Linked DNA regions of Mus musculus: all the other regions are linked to region 3. Evidence: chromatin contacts called from public capture Hi-C and promoter capture Hi-C data. All regions are on one chromosome and are shown on one strand. Each heading gives the region's core, a stretch centred on a gene start, on an enhancer-like site or on the middle of the called end of the contact. The rest is flanking DNA. Distances are from core to core; before and after follow the strand shown. Region 1 holds the start of Arrb1 (arrestin, beta 1). Region 2 holds the start of Arhgef17 (Rho guanine nucleotide exchange factor (GEF) 17). Region 3 holds the start of C2cd3 (C2 calcium-dependent domain containing 3).

Region 1 (4,406 bases), core at 17-2,516, 840 kb after region 3:
CCAGTCTGGTCATAAGGGTTGACCCCACGAGCTTCCCTGCCCCTCCCTAGCCCTCCTACTTTGACCTAGTTTCCATTTCGAGGGCCTAACCTTTCCTCTCAAGGCAAGCTCTACAAAACAGTTCCCGTCACCCTCCCTCAGCTACATGGAGCCCCTAGCTATGTGCTTTGGAGGACAGAGGGGAAGAAAGCCATGTGAATGGGGACCTGCCTTCCAGGTCTCAGAGCCTTCCACTCTGTGACCTGTGTTCCCGGCCCTGCTATGAGGAGTCAGAAGTGAGTGTATCCACTGCTCTGAGGATGTCAGTCCCTGCAGGCATTTTATGCCTTGCATGTGTGTGGTTAGCCTTGATGTGTCACTAAGACCTGTGGCCACATCGTGTCACGTCAGAGAGGGTTGACAGACTGCACGTACTAGCTTAGACCGTGCTTTGCAGCACCCAAGTGCCAGGCTACGTATGTCGGTGTATGCCCGCATGTGTGTAGCAACACGAGGGTGTTGTTAGAGCTGGTGCGTGTTCGAGTGGGACCTGTGTATGCTAACAGGACTGACAGCAAGAATGTGTTGACAGACTGGTGTGTGCGTGAGAGACCGTATGTGACGTCGTCGTGTCACAAATGCGAAGTGTGGCAACGACTGTCAGTGTGTGCCTGCAGAAGGGTGCTCATGTGTTTATGAGCTTGTGTGTTGTGTGTCAGCCTGCCCCAGAGCGTCCTGAAGTCTATCGACCAGGGCTGGGTGTGTGAGCTCGTCTCGGCCAGGAGCCGTGAACCCAATGGGGTGGCCCACCCTGGGTGCCTCGGTACACATGGTTCTGGCCAGAGAACCACACAAGAGACTTGGGAGGACAACAGAGTGCCAGATCCCGGGTGACGCTGACTGGAACCTCCGCCCGTGCCCTCGCCCAGGTCGTCCCCACGCGCGCGTGGGACAGGGCGGCCACCCGCACTCACCGTGTCCCTTTGTCGCCCATGGTCCGCGGCGGCCGCAGGGAGGTCCGCGGCGTCAGCGTCCAGGCTGGAAAATCCCCGGCCGCCAGGAGAAGCGCGGGCCAGCCCGCTCCCGGCTACCCCGCTCCGCCTCCTCCGCTGTCGCCGCCGCCGCCCCCGCCCGGGTCCCCGCCCGTCGCTCGAGCAGCACAGCGCCCAGGCCGCCGCCAGGGGCGTGGAGCGTGCGGGTGTGAGCGCGCGTGTATGCCTCCGTGCGCGGCTCTGCGTGTGCGCGCCCAGAGAGTGAGGGCTGCGTGGCCGGCCGCGGCTGGTCCACGGGAGCGCGTGCACGCAAGCGCGTGCCAGTGCTGGTGCGTGTGCACGGCTGTGCGCGCGAGCCTGTCGGGAGGTGGGGTGTGGAGAGAGAGAGAGAGAGAGAGAGAGAGAGAGAGAGAGTGTGTGTGTGTGTGTGTGTGTGTGTGTGTGTGTGTAGAGGTAGCACGTCTTTGTGCAGTTGTGTATGTGTGCTCACAGTCGTGGGTGCGAGCGCTCTCTCCCGCGCACGCCAGGACTGGCCTTTGTGTCTGCGGATAGAAGCAAGCGGAAAATCCGCAGACTTCAAGGCCCAGCCTCAGAGGCGCCCCTGTGTGAGGACAGCGAAAGATTCCAAAAGCCTAGCCAGGCCTTCGCCCTTTGCTCCACCCTCCCCACCCCCGCCCTTCTGGAGAGATACCACCCAACGACACAACAGGGACAGGAAGAAGGGGTGGGGGCGGGCAGCGGACTGCAATGCTGGAGAGCAGATGAGAGTGGAAAGGGGAGGGGCAGGCAGAAAGAGGAAGCAGTGAGAACAGGAGATAAAGAAGGGACCGAGAGCCAACTAGCTGGTGGCCTGTAGCATCTAGCATCATTGATATAGCACCCAGGCCTAGCTTAGGTGCCTGTAATGACTCTGGACACCACTCAGCCCATTTCAGGTCTATTGGCTGGGTCCTAAGACCAGCAGATGTCCTGTTCAATTGTTGAAGGAATCTGCTTGTTCTTGCGGGCAGACACCTGCACACAGCGGTGTCCAGCAGAGTCTACTGTCTGCAGCTTTCTTGGTATCCTTGGAAACCTTGACTTTCCTTACGTTTCCTACCCCTGGAGAAGTAGCCGGTGTGCAGTGGGAGGGTAGAGTTCAGAGGCTAAGAAGGGGTAGGAAAGGGTTTGAATCCATTTTCTCCTAGAAGGGATCTTGAGGCAGTGGGAGGAATGTAAGGTCCTCAGCCCCTCACTGCTGGAGTTTGACTAATTGGCACTGATAGGTCCCTAATATCGGAGTATTAACGATAGGAAAGGAAGCTATCATTTACTCTGATGCAATTGCGGGGTCTGGAAACATCTCCTGTAATTATGTTCAGAAGCAGTTACCTATGCTGTTTACATAGAGTGTGCTGTTTATAGAATTGGTAATAATATCCCAGGATAATGACTATAATTATGTCCAGATTGGGGAGGGGTGGGTAGAGGCTAATGGACAGGCAGGGTGGTCCACATCTGGGCAATGGTAAGAGCTAAGAGGAAGTGGATTAAGGTCTGTAACTTCACCTGCCCTTTCTTAGCCTCTGGGATCTTCCCTTCCTCCAACCAGGGCAGAGCAGGAAGCCACCTGACCCTTCTGCAGGCCGTTGTGGGGGGCTCTTGAAAGGAGCAGAGTAGGGTTCTCTATTGATAGCAGGAAGCAAACTTTGTGAGCTCAAAATCAAGAGGCCTGGTCTTGTACTCTCCACGGGGGCTTCGTCCAAGCCCGATGAACTCAGGACAGTGCCCAGTGCCGATGCTCAAAGCACATTCGCCATCCTACTTAGTAAGTATCTGCGGTCATGTCACTAAAACAAACAATGTTGTCGATCACTTCTCAGCAAACCAACAGTCCAGAAAGATGCCCCAGATGGCTCCAGGTCGCCCCCACCCCCACGTAGTTCTTTCTAGACCAGCTTTGGAAAGCATGGCTCTAACACTGAGGGACACTGAACAGACTGGTAGCTGGCGGGTGTCAACACGTGGCTCAAGGTGTCAAGAGCATCCTTTCTAGCCTGTAAACCCATGAGGGGTGGGAGGTGTGCCTGGTGCTACTTGGCACTTGCAACTCTATGAGCTAAATGCTTGGTTGCCTTTTCTAAAATGAATGAACAAACTGGTGCTTAGAGAAATTAAATGGCTCACCCAAATCCACAGACTCTTTTTTTTTTAAAGATTTATTTATTTTATGTATATGGGTGATCTATCTGCATATACACCTGCATGCACGAAGAGGGCTTCTGCACTCTCTAGAAATAGCTGTGAGCCACCATGTGGTTCCTGGGAATTGAACTCAGGACCTTTGGAAGAGCAGCTGGTGCTCTTAACCACTGAGCCATCTCCCCAGCCCCCCATAGCCTCCTCTTGATCTTGGCCTCTCTTTTCCCCAGCTTTCCTCAACAGGAATCAAACACAGAACATAGACAGAATTTGGCTGGGTTTTTGGTGTTCTTGTTGTTGTTTTTCTTTTTTGTTTTGTTTTGGTTTTTTGTTTTTTTGTTTGTTTGGTTGGTTGGTTTGTTTTTTTCGAGACAGGGTTTCTCTGTGTAGCCCTGGCTGTCCTGGAACTCACTCTGTAGACCAGGCTGGCCTCAAACTCAGAAATCCTCCTGCCTCTGCCTCCCAAGTGCTGGGATTAAAGGCGTGCGCCACCACAACCCGGCTCTTGTTGTTGTTTTTAATAGTTGTTTCTTGTGCCAGTTGTGGTTCTGGGGAATTTACAGATTGGTGTCAAGCAGGACAGAGCTTTCAATGGAGAGAGGGGTCTAGAATGGGAGGCAAAGGGGGCCGTTAAGAAAACACTTACATCTATCAGGCCTAAGGAAAGCACTGATGTATTCATTCAATAATCAAAATTAGCAAAACTGCAGTAGAGGTCATGAGAACTCCTTGTCAACAACCTAGTTTTAGTAATAAGTATTATGAAGGAAATGAAACATAGTGGCTGGGACCGGCGTGCTTAGAGATAAGACTCTTCAAGGAGGTGACCTTTGGGCAGAAACCTGCACCAAGAAGCCAGGGACATGAAGGGCTGCCAGCTAAAGGACCAGCAAGGAACCAGGAGGGCGTGTCTGGCTTGGTAAACAGGAAGAGTGCTTGCAGGTAAGGCAGGCAGCAGTCAGATGACACAGGTCTCACAGTTAGGAGTGAGGGGCATGGGAAGCCAATTTAAGAAGAGGGTTTAGGGCCTCAATGTGTCTAAAACCTTCACCCGTGGGCTACACACAGCCAAGAATACTCATAAATGTAGCCCAACACAAAAACATAAAGTGCTTTCAAACATTATGAGATATTTTTTGTGTGTGATTAGACAGAGCATTTCTGGTGTGTGAACTTTGTAGATGACGGTATTGGGTCCTGATGTTGAGAGCTCAGACGTACCTGCAGATAATAGCCCCGGCTTTACGTTCTCCA
Region 2 (4,604 bases), core at 608-3,107, 560 kb before region 3:
CCCTTTCAAAGGGGTTTCCAGAGATCATTGAAAAACACAGATATATGTATTATGGGTTCACAATAGCAAAATTACAGTTATGAAATAGCAACAAAGATAAATTTATGATGGGGGTCACTACAACATGAAAAATTGTGTTAAAGGGTTGCAGCATCAAGAAAGTTGAGAGCCACTGTGCTAGAGGCTGCCTTCCCTTATTCTGCACTTAGCATTCTGCCCTCAAGACTGCCTTGATCTCCACTGAGCTGAGTATCTTTGGCTGGGACCCATATGGCCCTGGGGTTGGTTGGGTAAGCATTTACCACTGACCTTAAATGCTTACTAAGTGAACATTGGAGGAATGGGGCCTACACATAACAGAGCTGGGTGAGTTTGAAGCAGTCTAGACTGTCCTCTGTCCCCAAAGAGGCTAGGTTCTGCCCACCACCCACAAAGAGAAAGGCTGCTGGAACTTAAAGGAATCAGACCCTCCTTCTTCATCAAAATCTCTAAAAAAAACCGTGATGATTGACAACTTTAAAGTCTGGATTTGAGCCACACCTAGAGCTATCCTTTCCCTCTGACTTCTGCAATGGCTATTGTGACTTCTCTAATAACATCTATCCCCAAGGGTGGCCTAAGGATTAAATAAAATACTTAAAATGTTACCCGTACGTCCTAGGCAGTCCATATATTTTCATTCATTTAGGTGTGGAGTCCTACATTTAAAGCCTCTGGGCAAAAAGGGACCTAACAGAGGTGCGAAGTTGACATCCCAGTAACCAGAACAATTTTAGACTTGCTAGACTGCAGCAGGAGCGGGAGGGGAGGTCTAGGGTAGATCATTGTTGCAGCGGGAGAGACACCTTCCTGGTCTGGAGGGTGGAGCACCCACAGGTAGGAGTATAGGTTTGGCGGAGGGAAGTTGAGGGCGTTCCCGTGCAAACACCTTTTGTGCAGGAGGCCAAAGAAAGGGCAGAGTGCTTGCCAAAGGGGGCAGGAAACGCCTGTAAGCAAGTGAAACCTTCCTAACCCTTCTATGGTTGGTTGTGGGAAGATGAAGTTTTATCTCTACGGAGTTTGGAGAAAGCGGAGAATCTTGCCCGCAGAGGGCGCAAGAGCAACGTACCCCGACCGCAGAAAGACGTGGGGAGCGGAGTCTTAGAGATTAGAGGACGCCAGGCCTTAGAGGGCAGGGGGCGTGGCAACTGGAAAAATGGCGGGGGAAGTTGTGTGTAATAGTCCTGAGTGGTGGGACTGCTAAAGCAGCATTGGGTGGGTTAAGGGACAGTCAGCGAGGGACAAACCAGAGGGAGGTGGGAGATAGGTGGAGCGTTTGGGAGAGTGAGGGGCGGGACATGGGCGTGGTGCGGCGGGATTCGCCACTGAAGGATGAGTACGGGGCGTGGTCTGAGCAAGGTGGGGAACCACAAGCGCTCCGGTGGGCCTGCCCCACCTACGTCTCCCTGGGCCCCACCTCTTTTCCGGCCAGGAGAGTTTCTGCGTGTACCTGAGTTTCGGTGTGTACCTGAGTTTTTGGGTCTTGGGTTGCCATGTTGGAGCCCCTGCGGCAGAGGTTCCCGCGTGAAAGCGGGGACTACTTTATGCAGAGCTGTCCACTCTCAGCTCCTGTGGGTATCTGAAGGAGTCCCCAGGGAGGATCAGCCCGCGGCTTTCGCAGCCGACTCCCCTAGAGGGTCGTTTTGGTCTACAAAAGTCCTAGCATCCTGTTTCTCCTTCGGCTCCTCCCCGATTCCCTCCCCCCACAGTGTTCCCAGCCTCGCGCGCTCCCGGAGCCCACCCCCTCTTTTGGGCGCCAGGCCCCGCCCCCCGCCCCCTTTCCTCTGCCTCAAAGTTTATTTGCAACAAAAGGGAGCAGAGAGCTAGCTGCTTAGAGGGAGGGAAAGGGAGCTGGAGCGGGAGCTCGAGGGGAGGCAGGCGGGCCGCCGGGCTTGGCAGGCGGACTTTGAGTGCAGGAACCGAGCCTTAGGCCCCTCACCGGCAGGACCGCGATGTCCCTGGCCTCTCCCGCAGAGGCTAAGGCTGGGCCTGGGGTCGCCGCAGGGGCGAGAGGGGCCGCCCAGGATGGAACTCCTGCCTTTTGTAGCCGCGGAAACTTGATCTTCGACTGATAAACCTCTGCTCACGTCTCCGCACCCTCCTCCACAGCCGCCGCACGCTGCGGGTGCAGGACCCAGGCTCTCGGACCGTGGCCACTGCGCGCCCTCGGAGTGGGAGTGCAGGGGGGGTTGGCCGCGGCGTCCCGAGGCCAGCCCCCCCGGAGTGACTAGCACCAACCATGGCGGACGGGTCACCTCGACCCCCACTTTATCGCAGCGTCTCGTTTAAACTGCTGGAGCGCTGGAGCGGCGGACCGGGGCCGAGGGAGGAGGACGCGGACACCCCTGGGTTGCGGCGCCGAGCTTCGTGCCGGCCAGCCGCGGCAGTCCCGGGCCAGCCCTCCCGGCGCGTGTCCAAGCTGGCGTCGGGGCCCCCGGCCGCCCCCGCGCAGCCGCGCCCGCTCCGCAGCCTCTCGCCATCGGTGCGCCAGCTCTCCCGGCGCTTCGACGCGGCGGGTCTGGACGACGACTCCACTGGTACCCGGGACGGGGGCTGCTCCTCCGGCACCACAGAAGAAGCTGCGGAAGGCTCTGAACGTGGGGCCTGGCCCAGCGTCACAGAGATGCGCAAACTCTTCGGCGGTCCGAGCTCCAGACGACCCAGTATGGACTCTGAGGCCCTGGGGTCGACCAGCCCCGACAGAGTTTCGTGGGAGCCCCCAACTCGCGATCCCCGGCAACCTCCGACGCCACCTCCTCGAACGTGCTTTCCTCTGGCTGGCCTGCGTTCTGCGCGGCCGCTGTCCGGGCCCGGGATCGAGGGGAGGCGACGTCGGCAGCACCAGCAACAGGAGCGGGCGCAGCGTCCGGCGGATGGTTTACATTCTTGGCATAGCTTCTCCCAACCGCAGGCCGGGGCCCGGGCCTCCTCCTCCTCCTCCATTGCCTCCTCCTATCCTGTCAGCCGCAGCCGGGCTGCTAGTTCCAGCGAGGAGGAAGAGGAGGGACCGCAGTCGCAGCTTGGGCCTCAGAGTCCGGCCTACCTCGGCGGCCACTCTTCGGGCAGTGACGAGGACCCAAATGGTGAGGATGGCCGTCGCTGGAGAGGGAGAGGTCTCCGGCCTGGACGCTCTCAGTTGGTTCACGGCTGCAGCCAGGACAGTGACGAGCTAAATCCGGGAGGCTTGGGATCAGCGGGGGGTGTCGGGAGCCCCGAACCTCCGACGTCTCCAAGAACCTCAATGGATGAGTGGGGTACTGGTACACAGCCATGCCTCCCAGGTCCCCAAGAGAGCTTAAGGCCTATGTCCGACACTGGGGGTGCACCTTTCCGTGTGGCTAAGGTGAGCTTTCCTGCGTACCTGGCCAGCCCAGCTGGCTCCCGAGGAAGTAGTCGCTATTCCAGCACAGAGACCCTCAAAGATGACGACCTATGGTCAAGCCGTAGTTCTGTGGGCTGGGGTGTATATCGATCCCCAAGTTTTGGAACTGGAGATGGGCTTCTTCTGCGGCCCCAGACGAGGTCCCGCAGTAAGGGACCTGTAGGCACTGCCAGGCCGCTGAGGGATGGAGGACTGGACCTAGATAAGAACCGACAACGAAAGTCCCTATCGAATCCAGATATCGCCTCTGAAACCCTGACGCTGCTCAGTTTCCTTCGTTCAGACCTTTCAGAACTGAGGGTCCGAAAGCCCAGTGGGGGCCCTGGGAACAGGCCCCTAGATGGCAGAGACTCACCATCAGCAGGTAGCCCAATGGAACAATCGGAGTCCACACTGTCTCAAAGTCCAACGTCACCCACCACCCGGCCCACCCTCAAGGACCTGACAGCTACCCTACGCAGAGCAAAGTCATTCAGCTGTTCGGAAAAGCCCATGGCCCGGCGCCTGCTCCGCACCAGTGCCTTGAAGCCTAGCTCCTCAGAGCTCCTACTGGCAGGTTCTGGGGCAGAGGAAGACCCATTGCCACTCGTGGTCCAGGATCAGTATGTACAGGAAGCCCGTCAGGTTTTTGAGAAGATACAGCGAATGGGTGCACAGCAGGACGATGGAAATGATGTCTGCCCTACAAGTCCTGACTGGGCAGGGGATATGACCCAAGGGCATCGGTCTCAGGAGGAGCTCTCTGGCCCTGAGTCCAACCTGACGGATGAGGGCATTGGAGCAGACCCTGAACCTCTTGGTGCTGCCTTTTGCAGCTTAGATCCTGCAGGAGTGTGGCGACCCCTTTCCTCTACTTCAGCGCAGACAAACCACCACCTTGGGGCCGGGACAGAAGACAGCCTGGGTGGGAGGGCCCTTGTGTCTCCTGAGACCCCTCCAACTCCAGGTGCCCTCCGCAGGAGACGAAAAGTGCCACCTTCAGGCCCTAATGGAACTGAACTAAGTAATGGGGAGGCTAGTGAGGCCTACAGGTCCCTGAGTGACCCTATTCCACAGCGTCATCGGGCTGCCACCTCTGAGGAGCCCTCAGGGTTCTCTGTGGACAGCAATCTTCTGGGCTCGCTGAACTCTAAGACAGGGCTTCCAGTGACCCCAGCTATGGATGAGGGCCTGACCAGCGGCC
Region 3 (4,736 bases), core at 1,125-3,624:
TAATTGATGGGCTGCTGACAACAAGCACGTTTCAAGTCAGGTTTGCAGTTAAGACAATACAACAAAGCCATACCTGTCAGATACGAGGTAAACTGCTTTGGACCACAGCGAATCCCGTAACGGGTAGTTGTTCTCACAGCTTTTGGCTCAGTCTGTAATGCATCTCTGGGACAAAAGAGGGTTCCATCGGATGTTTCTCCCCACCACCTTACTCGGACAAGTACAGAAGTAGGAGGCTTCGCAATCTTCCATACAACCTTATTAATAGTGAGTTTGAGAAAGCAGCGTAACTGCCCTTCAACCAGAGGTGGCAGGCTTGTAGACGGTGAAATGTCACTCAAACCTACGAGGAATACAACACACTCAGTCAAAATCTGGTCCAACTATGGAAAACAGAATTTTCTGCTTTTTTTTTCTTTTTCTTTCTTTCTTTTTTTTTTTTTTTCTTTTTTTTAGACATCTTACTAGGTAATCCTGGCTTGTCTGGAATTCACTTACTTAAAACTGCCTGGCCTCAAACTCGCAGAGATCCACCTGCCTCTTCCTCCTGAGAGCTGGGATAAGGTCTATATACCCTATATATTCTTTGAATGAAAAATAAAACTCAGTGTCGACAGAGAAGGCTTTTCCTAACAGAACTGAGAAGTAACTAGAAAAACAGGCCATAAAATAACCTACCTGGTCACTTATGTTAATCCAAACTTTTCTTTAATTGAAAGATATTATTTGAAAAGCATAAAGACAATAAAACCAGTGGACAGATTTTAAAATCTCCGTAGTTGGAAGTTTTGTTTAATACTGTTGTAAATCCATAGTTGACCACAGTTAAGATACGTTATCGTGGGAGAGGGACTCTGTGAGGTCGGTAGAGGGGGCAGCAACTGGGATGTAAAATGAATAAATAAAATAATGGAGAAGATACATTATTCTTAACCTCACTCTTTTTTTGTTCTGTTTGTTTGTTTTGAGACAGGGATCCTCAGTGTAACCCGCTCTGGCTGGCCTAGATTTGATTTGTAGACCAGGCTGGCCTTGAACTCACAAAGATCTGCCTGCCTCTGCCTCCCAAGTACTGGGCTTAAAGGCTAGCCCACCACAGCAGGCTCTTTATCTCACTCTTAAATTGTCTTTGCTGTCAAGACCATACAGTCAAGGACAGAGACTAACATTTTTAGGTTTGCTGCTACCTTTGGTTCTGGGTTCAAAATGTTAACGTCAAATCTTACTAGAGTTCAGAAAGGTGATGAATAATATGTAAATGAAGCGATCAGTTACAACTCTGGCTTTCCTTTCAGTCAGTACCTTTTCTGAAAGATTTAGAGAAGACTTAAAAACAAAACAAACAAACAAACAAACAAAACAAAAAAAACCAAGAGTTTTTCTGCAGGCGGATCAAGTTCAAGGCCAGCCTGGGGTTCATAGGGCCCCCTTATAGGAGCTGGATAACTAAGAGGATTTAAGTTGGATTCAAGTCATTCTAAGTGAGGAGCAGTCCATATATGCACATATGTTTCCATTTCAACGAATTATCCCTGCGCTTTATGGTAGATCTTTTTCTTCATGCTACAGGACACAAACTGTTTTAGTTGAAAAAACTCCTTGTATTGATTCCTGATGAGATCTCAGTATATTCTTATGAAGCGCAATCGCTTCCCAAGGAAAAAATCAGAGAAGTAGAAGGGTATATATATATATAAGTGGTTTTATTTGCTTTTTGAGTAAGCTTGGGTTACAGGTTTCACGATGTCCTCTATCACACACCCTTTCACCATCTAAGGTTTTTCCGGACAGAGTTATGTCCCTTCCCCCTACTCCGAATACCTCTAACACACATACGTGTATCCCTGTCGTAAAAAGAGCACGTTTAATTTTGTTGTTCTCCTATCCGTATCTATTAATCCTCACTTGCCTCATTTATCGACCCTCAGGCGCTACTTCCTTTCCATTCTTTAAAAAAAAAAAAAATTCTCTTAACTTTCTGGTTCCCTAGTTAGTCTCTCTTCCGTCCTCTTTTGTTTTGTTTTGTTTTGTTTAACCGGAGCGGGTGGAAGTCTCCTTAGAATTCTTTAGCCCTTTTATGCTTTTCTCAACCTTAAAGAAATAAAGTTACCTCTCTTTTTGCGCCCACGGCCGCCCCCAGGCCCTTGGCCTTTCCGTTGTTTCATCCCGAGCCTGGGCCCTTCGTCACAAATTCAACGCAGGTGCCAGCTCCTAAGCTGTACGCTCCCGCCATCCCTTCCCACGGCGCCTGCGTTCCCCGGCAACGGGCGCCGCTGGGAAGCCTGGGACGCAGGAAGAAACACTCTTTCACCAACAGTTCCCGGAAAGCGGTGCCAAAAGAAGGCGCCAATTAGAGCCCCTGCAAATGGACTACAACACCCATGATGCTTTGCTTCCCTACCTTGGCCAAGTTGGACCAGGGCACCTGCATCTGCGCAAGCGCAAATTGATACACTATTTGAGGACTTCATTGTCCAGCATGCATTGCCTTCAAGAGGTCTCTTCCTGCTAGGGTTGTCGAGTTCTCTGATAGGAGTCTGAGAGATCCGCAGACTCCGTTACCCAGTTTCCTTTGTGCGAAGGCTGTTGCGCACTTCCGGTGGAAGCGCTGCGGCGAGGGGGCGGGGCTTACTGAGCCAGTGGGCGGTAGGCGGCGCTGCCGGTGGCTGGTTGCTGTCCAAAGGCGACTGGGCGTCGTTAGAGGAGAGAGCTGTGACCGGTTGTACTGCACGTATCGTGGGACGGACCTTGGGCCACTGTTGTCGACGTGCGGCCTCCCTTTGATGTCGGCCCTTGAAAAAAGCATGCACCTCGGCCGCCTACCTTCTCGCCCTCCTCTACCCGGCAGCGGGGGCAGTCAGAGCGGAGCCAAGATGCGGATGGGGTACGTGACTTGTACCACTCTCCCAGGAGACCAGGCCCAGGCCATTGGAGATTGGTGTCTGGGCATTCAGAGTGCCACGGGAAGGGACGCTGTGAATTGGAGGAAATGCTGGCCTTGGCCTGGAGGTGTTTAGATAGAGTAGAAGGTAGATTTGGGGACTAGGTGAGGCGCTAAGGGAGTAGTCCACTGGAGGACTGATAACATTGTTGGAGAAGGGGAATAAGGACAAGGTTGAGAAAATGAAAGGATAATCTAAGGGATGACGGGAATCAACTCTAGAAGTGATGAGTCTGGGAGAAAGAGTGAATCAGTGAGATGAGGAGAAATCTGGCATCGTTGAGGGGAATAGGGAATGACTGAGAGAAAAGTTGACGGGTTTGGGGAATCAAGTAAGTGAGCCAGGAGTAAGAAGGTTTTTACCTGAGGGTTATAGAAAACATCTGAGGCAAAGACTAGGGAGTAGAAGGTTCTAGAGAAAGTTTCCAGAAGTGTAAGAGTCAAGTTCAGAGAATGAGGGGGTGAATCAGAAAACTTGGAGAATAGGCCTAAGGAAAGACAGAGAACATGGCTAGGGGACTGTTATCAAGGGAGTGAGCCCAGAGGCTAGGGAAATAGGGGGGGTGTGATGAGGAAGACAGCTGAGTTTGGAACAGTGACCACTGATATCCCAGAGACTGAGAAATAATTTCGAGTAGGATTTGTTAAATGGAAGCACTGGAGAGGTAAAATCTGAAAACCAAAGAAGATTTTGTCAATTGTTTTGTTTTGCCAAGCAAATGGGACCTGAGGGAAACTATCTATTGGTCTAAGAATTAGACTTAGTGAAGCACTGGGAGTAACCACTTAACAATAAAATGGGAGTAAATGGTTTGCTGGAAAGGGAGTAGGGCTTGAGTGTGTGTGTGTGCTTATGTGTGTGGGTTAGAAACATTTATTAATTTTTGTGGTGTTGAGGCTGGAACCCAGAACTAGATAAATGCCACATCACTGAGCTACACTCCCAATATAAAAGCTGAGCTAATGAAAGAAACTTTAGAAATTTAGATCCCTGACAGGCTGTGTCATTTATAGTTATAGGATGCTTGCCTGCTGGAGAAATCGTGATAGTTGAACATCCTAGTAAGAGCTGCTGGAAGGCAGAGAGAACTGGATAGTCATTGGGCTATTTGGAGGACTACTGATGGTAAAGAGAAAAGAGACCTATGTTGGATTTGGGATTGGAGAGAGAAGCTGGTAGATATATTTCAAGAATTTCCACAGACTGACCAAAAGGCAAGAAAAGATGTATGCAGTTCTGTGAAGACTGAGTATAGGAGATGAGAGAGAGTCCTGCTATTAAAATGATTGGTAAAATCTGAATCCAAGAGGTTATGATCTATAATAGAAAAAAATTGACTGAGGAGGCATAATAGCAGGTAAAATGGAAAGCTTGTTATAAGATAAAATAAAGATTGGTCTCGAAAAGACATAAAGATTGAACTTTTAACATAAAGAAAATTTGGAAGCTGACCTATACCATTATTTTGGAAAATTAGCCTGAAGTATAAAAATAAATGTAATGATTCTTCATGTGTTTTTTTTTTTAGTTATTAATTTTTTGGGGGAAGGGGGGGATATGGTCACACTTTATAAGCCAAGCCTAACCCTGAACTCTTGATCCTCCTGCCACACCTCGCTTAGGAGCTGTTTTTTTCCTAATTACAGTTGGATCTTTCAGTACACTGGCACTCACCTGTACAGATATATTAAATGCTAGTTTTAAAACTAACTCTACATGTTTCAGGTAAGTTTAAGTGAACTTCAGCTCCTCCCTTTATCAAACTTAAGTTTTCTGAAAATGATTAATTGGGAG

Evidence for each region. Promoter capture Hi-C pulls out the DNA fragments that hold promoters and counts their contacts. Capture Hi-C pulls out chosen DNA fragments and counts their contacts.
Region 1: a capture Hi-C map of macrophages shows a contact between it and region 3, with 4 times the contacts expected there. The contact joins the promoter of Arrb1 here to the promoter of C2cd3 in region 3. A contact is called at or near these places in 2 of 115 datasets of contacts at active chromatin or transcription factors (astrocytes and bone marrow-derived macrophages) and 1 of 9 other capture datasets (macrophages).
Region 2: a contact with region 3 is called in a promoter capture Hi-C map of embryonic stem cells, with 2.1 times the contacts expected there. The contact joins the promoter of Arhgef17 here to the promoter of C2cd3 in region 3. A contact is called at or near these places in 3 of 39 promoter capture datasets (embryonic stem cells, neutrophils and pre-B cells) and 1 of 115 datasets of contacts at active chromatin or transcription factors (astrocytes).

Annotation. Positions count from the first base shown.
Region 1 is chr7:99,532,346-99,536,751 of GRCm38.p6, reverse strand. It overlaps Arrb1 (arrestin, beta 1), which reads right to left and starts at 1,266. Exons shown (of 16, transcript NM_177231.2): 1 at 954-1,266. The coding sequence starts at 973.
Region 2 is chr7:100,929,414-100,934,017 of GRCm38.p6, reverse strand. It overlaps Arhgef17 (Rho guanine nucleotide exchange factor (GEF) 17), which reads left to right and starts at 1,857. Exons shown (of 21, transcript NM_001081116.1): 1 at 1,857-4,604. The coding sequence starts at 2,279.
Region 3 is chr7:100,369,871-100,374,606 of GRCm38.p6, reverse strand. C2cd3 (C2 calcium-dependent domain containing 3) reads right to left here and starts at 2,374. Exons shown (of 33, transcript NM_001017985.3): 1 at 2,111-2,374; 2 at 74-343. The coding sequence starts at 2,165. It overlaps Ppme1 (protein phosphatase methylesterase 1), which reads left to right and starts at 2,711. Exons shown (of 14, transcript NM_028292.2): 1 at 2,711-2,884. The coding sequence starts at 2,784.